Regions from separate parts of the Macaca mulatta genome. Here region 1 is linked to region 2. The links are chromatin contacts, called in public Hi-C maps. All regions are on one chromosome and are shown on one strand. Each heading gives the region's core, a stretch centred on a gene start, on an enhancer-like site or on the middle of the called end of the contact. The rest is flanking DNA. Distances are from core to core; before and after follow the strand shown. Region 1 holds the start of ZNF165 (zinc finger protein 165). Region 2 holds the start of LOC702796.

Region 1 (2,700 bases), core at 108-2,607, 79 kb before region 2:
AGTGAACATTGTGTGCATATTCCAGACAAAGAAGCTGAAGTTAATCAATCCATCCTTCACTTATAAAAGCAATTACAGCTTACTGACCACATAGAGTATGCCAAGTGGTCTACACAAAGTCATGTTTTCCAGGATGGGGTCCTTGGTGGAAAGCTCTGCTAGCAAGCGTTTTGGAAAATGTGATTTTAGATCTTGTCATGTGCACTTGTATTTACTGTTAGCGTAGGTTTTGTTTGCTGTGTTTCATAAAGCCAGGGGAAAGAAATTGCCGACGATCCCACCCTTTCTGACCAGCTCAGGGAACATATAGGAAGAGATGGGCATGTGAAATTGTAAGAGCCAATCAGGAAAATGGATTGCAGGATCTCTGACTGGAAATCATAGAGCCTTGACTATTCTGTGACTGAAAATCAGAGTGCCTTGACCTCTCTTTGACCTAGCCAGCTGCAGCTTTTTCCCAGCATGCTTGAACCCAAACTTGGGTCTTGAACATTCTCAGGCACTGATAAAGGTATCTAAGTTGTCGCCAAAAACACTGAAAGAAACTAGCTCTGGCCCTGAGCCAAATTCTTTAAACCCTCATATAAACTCCATACCCTGACCCCCTCACTGCAGACATATCTAGGTAGAACACCCCTTTTCTCTCCTATCCATGGGGAGGATTTCTGCAACACGATGTAAGTTCCCTCAATAAATGCTTTAGACTGATCACCTTGGCACATAGTGCTTCTTTCTTTGGAATTCCAACCAGCCCCAACTAGGACAGTTTTGGGCACTCCCTTGTGTGAACTCCCCTGCCACCACTTTCGAGGGACAAAACAGTACATATCTAATGGAATCATCTTGTTAAAAAGCAAGGGAACAACAAATACAAAATTTGTGATAGTGTTTCCTCAGATGAGAGGTAGTACAGAGAGGGACTAGAAAAAGAGTAGTATTAAATCTAAGTTGTTGTCAATCTATAGTTCTTATAGATCAGGTAATGGATTAAAAAATGTTCACACTTTAAGGCCACGCATGGACCAATGACAGCCAGTGGTTATAATTAATACCATTTTGAATATCTGAGTTCCACTGGAGTAAGGCGATGAATCAAACAAGGCCTTAGAAGAAAAGTTGCATGGGAATGCAGGAAGGTTTTGCAGAGGAGGTGAAGTTTCAGTTGCATCCCTGTTGCGTGGGCTTCAATTTCACCGTCTGAGATTTAAATAGAGGCAGGAGTCACTCAGGCTAGAGTGCAGTGGTGCAATCACAGCTCACTATTGCAGCCACCACTTCCTGGGCTCAGGCGATCCTCCCGCCTCAGCTTCGTGAGTAGCTGGGAGTACAGGTGCACTCCACAACCCTCGATTATTTTTTTTTTTAAATTTTTGTAGAGACAAGGTCCCAGCTATGTTGCCCAGGCTGGTCTCGAACTCCTGAATTCAATTAATCCTCCCGTGTTTGCCTCGCAAAGTGGGGAATTAGAAAAGTGAGCCAACACGCCCGGCCCACTAGTGTTAAAAAATAAAAACAAAAGCAAGAATCTGACAGATAGAGCCAGGGTCTCTTCAAGGGTCTCTTCATAGCCCTTCTCAGGCTTGTACGCCTCATAAGAAAACTATCACATATGACTGCAAAACCCACCTTACACCAAAAATACTTCTGCAAGGACATCTGCCCAGCAACTGTTTGTCTAACCTCAGACTGGTGTCATCCTTGTTACCAATCTTTGTAGTCAAGGATAATGATTTTAAACAATCACATAAACCTCCTCATTCTTCCTTTAAAAACCTTTGTCTTCCCTTACCTCCCTGAATAGAAACATAGTTTACTCTGGCAAGTCTATTCTTTAATGCAATTTCCTATTCCCGAATAAATTTTTTTTTTTTTTTTTTTTTTTTTTTTTTTTTTTTTGGTGGAGTCTTGCTCTGACGCCTAGGCTGGAGTGCAGTGGCATGATCTTGGCTCACTGCAACCTTCACTTCCTGGGTTCAAGCGATACTCCTATCTCAGCCTCCCAAGTAGCTGGGACTACAGGCACTCGCCACCACACCCAGCTAATTTTTATATTTTTAGTAGAGACAGGGTTTCACCATGTTGGCCAGGCTGGCCTTGAACTCCTTGTTAAATACAGTGCGTTCTAAATTTCTCTTCAAAGAACCAGTATGTCAGTACCTTCAGTTCTTTGTTCTCCATTTTAAAGTTTAACTTCCTCATTTTCCTCATCTCCTTGCTTCTAGTTTCAGTAAACGACCTTTTCCGCCAGTTCTAATCAGTAGTTCACATCTGTTTCCCTGGTGACCTGCTCCGTCCTGAGTCACCCCTAGTCACCTGCTCTGTCGTGAGTCACCCCGGTGACCTGCTCTGACCTGAGTCACCTTTAGTCACCTGTTCCGTAACCGTCCTTCGCGCCGAAACTACTCACCTCACCACCCCGGCTCTTACCCCTGCTCTCTTTAAAATAGCCAATCGGAATTAACTTAGACTGTGCGGCCCAACCCTAGCCAGCACGGGAACGACACAGCACTAGGGACTACCTGCGTCAGGGATAAGAACTCCTTCCCTTCCTTTGATCAGGTGTGCTCTAGCCATTGCTCTATCCGTGAGACGCACCCTTCTATAGAAGTAAATTGCTTTGCTGAGAAAATTTGTGCTCGAGTGTAAATATTTTTTTTTTCCTTCTTCTTCTTTTTCTGAGTCTCACTCTGTCACCCAAGC
Region 2 (2,893 bases), core at 78-2,577:
GAAGATTTAAATTCTGATGAGAATTTAAATTTAAAATTTTGAAGTCAAATTTATCAATTTTATCTGTTATAATCGGTGTCTGTGTGTCCAGTTTGAGAAAACTGCCTATAGCATGATGCTATTTTACTTCCTATGTGTACACAATTTTATACATAGTATGTGCAGTCATAGTTGTGTGCACATTGAATTTGTACAACTACCTATGTGCACAACTTCAGACTTAAAAATTATTTGTTTGTTTATTTAAGATGAGACAGGGTCTTGCTCCACTGATCAGGCTGGAGTGCAATGGCAGGATCTCAGCTCACTGCAGCCTCTGCCTCACAGGCTCATGTGATTCTCCTGCCCCAGCCTCTGGAGTAGCTGTGACTACAGGAGCCCACCACCATGCCCGGCTAATTTTTGTATTTTTTGCCAAGATGGGGTTTTGCCATGTTGGCCAGGCTGGTCTCAAACTCCTGAGCTCAGGTGATCCTCCCGCAGCTTCCCAAAGTGCTGGGATTACAGTCATGAGCCACCTTGCTCAGCCAAAAAAGTTATTTTTTAAACGTAAAAAAAGAAACAAAGTAGAGTTCTAATCTGTCACCAGTTACTTCCAGTTACCATCCCAGGTGGAAAGCAACAGCTGTGAAATAAAAAGCAAAAATAAGTGCTTTGAAGGAGTCCAGAAGCACTGTAGCTTCCTAGTGTTTACTATTATTTACTTGTTTTCATGTGATAATTAGATGACAAAACCCTTAAATCAAAACAACTTTGTCAGTACACAAAATTTGGGGAGTTAGTAATTGGGAAGGGATAGAAACGGTGGTGGTAGCTACCAGCAGGAGCAGATAAAGAGGGAAATTAAGGTGAAAATTGGAGGAGCCCTGAGAACTCAATAAATAGGTGGTTGGGAAAGGCGCTGAAGGAAATAAATACATGAGACCTAAACAACAAAAATTAACTCTTGCCACAACCTCCACCCCTGAAATCCTATTAGTCTCAAAAGTTAAAAAGCTGTAATGCAACAGGTCTGTTCATTACATAGGGCCAGGGCGGTGGCTCATGCCTGTAATCCCAGGACTTTGGGAGACTGAGGCAGGAGGATCACTTGAGCCCAGGAGTTCGAAACCAGCCTGGGCAACATACTGAGACCCCCCCACCCCCACCCCGTTTCTACAAGAAAAAATTTTTTAAAGCTGAGGTTGGTGCACACCTGTAGTCCCAGCTACTTGGGGGACTTAGGTGGGACGATTGCTTGAGCCCAGAAGGTTGAGGCTGCCGTGAGCTATGATCACACCAATACACTCTGCAATAGCGCCCCGTCTCAAAAAAAAAAAGACTAGCAAAAAAAGAATGAACATAGATTTGTTCCCCAAATTTTGTGGTATTAAAACTAGGGTTTACTCCCCAAGCTTACATCATAGGTTTAGCATTAAAACAGCTAAGCAGCAAAGCAGATGTTGTAAGCAATTGAAATTCATTAACATAGGAAAGAGTGGGAAATATGTAAAGATCCAAAAATAATATATATTTAATTACGATTTTTTGAATACTTAATAAAGTATGCGATTCCTAAGTGCCATGCCATAGGGATTTCACAAAACTATGAACTGTGATTAGCAGGAATTTCTCATGAAGTTTGTACTCTATGTGGGAGGATTGGATATATTTATGAATATATTTATGAACAGTAAAGTACAGGGTATGTAACGGGGCCAAACGCGAGTCCAGTTGGAATCCTAAGGAACCATGAAGTGCTCCCTCCTCCAACACTTTCCTAGCCTCCTTACACAGCTCTAGCCTCCCTACGTCGGATATCTACCCCCAGGGGGCCGTTACTATTGTCAGCGAACGCGCGGAGCTGCACGAGCACACAAGGCAGAGGGGACACCAAGGTCCGTTATTCCCCAGCACGTTCACTGCCCCAGCGACGGGGAAGCCTGAGGCACGCAGACGAACCCGAGGCACAGCACACAGCAGGTGAGGGGCGTGGTACTCCTGTACCCGCAGTCGGCAGACCATAGAGCTTTTAGACCTCCAGGACTCCTAGAGAGCTTCCGGAAGTGCCTTTGGGGCAAGATGCGTGCTGGACGGTGTTGTGCCTCCGCAGATTTGGAAGTTAGTGGCCGGAGGGCCCTGGTTGGAGTACAGTTTTCATCTCCTTTACTTCCCGACCTTTCTCCGGGTGTGTTTATCCGTTGCAGCGTACCTTCCCCCCGCCGGGGCGCCTCTGCAACTCACAGTGAGTACGGTCGGGCTCTGGGTCGGAGAAAAGTGGGTGCTTTGTGGCTGGTCCAGGCCGCAGCTGAGGACTGGCGTGAGGGGTCCGCAGAGGGGCCTGTGCGGTGGTCGTCGCCGCGGACCGATTCCGACGCCTTAGTTGCTGGTACAGGCAGAGTACGTCCCCACGCATTGCCCTCGAACTTTTTGCGAGGGAACCTTTTATGAAGCTTTCTTCATAGATAATCGTTTTGTGGTATGATTTTGTAGTCGATCGTGTTTATCTTAAAATGGGGAACTGACCCCCCCCATGTTATTTTTTATCCAATTATTTCCAGAGTCTGAATTGTTTTCAGATAGCGCTATTTTGCGTTTCGGTCACAACAAAATTCTCAGTTTTTAAAAAAAGACATATTTTGCTTTTGGAAGCCCCAGTTTTCCATGCATACCCATTTTTGCTGTTACTCTGCTTTCTTTAGTGTTTTCAGAAACTGGTGGTGTGTTGACTAGATAATTGTACGAAAGTTTGTTTTGTTTTGTTTTAATTTCAAGGTAATTCAGAATTCAGCGTTATCAGAATGCCTATTTCATTCGTTAAAGCAAACTGAAGTTAGCCAACGAGGAACTCTGGGAGGTCCCCATTTCCAAAACTCTGGTTAGTCATGAATAATTTTTGTCAGGCTACTTTGAC

The links. Hi-C and Micro-C count contacts between places; a contact is called where the count stands out from the background.
Region 1: a contact with region 2 is called in a Hi-C map of liver, with 1.7 times the contacts expected there. The contact joins the promoter of ZNF165 here to the promoter of LOC702796 in region 2. A contact is called at or near these places in 2 of 14 Hi-C or Micro-C datasets (fetal cortex germinal zone and liver).

Annotation. Positions count from the first base shown.
Region 1 is chr4:155,312,285-155,314,984 of T2T-MMU8v2.0, reverse strand. It overlaps ZNF165 (zinc finger protein 165), which reads left to right and starts at 1,357. Exons shown (of 4, transcript XM_015135770.3): 1 at 1,357-2,700. It overlaps LOC106997866 (a long non-coding RNA gene), which reads right to left. Exons shown (of 4, transcript XR_001444146.3): 1 at 2,520-2,700.
Region 2 is chr4:155,233,428-155,236,320 of T2T-MMU8v2.0, reverse strand. It overlaps LOC702796, which reads right to left and starts at 1,327. Exons shown (of 2, transcript XM_078000794.1): 1 at 1-1,327. It overlaps ZKSCAN8 (zinc finger with KRAB and SCAN domains 8), which reads left to right and starts at 2,078. Exons shown (of 6, transcript XM_015135783.3): 1 at 2,078-2,224.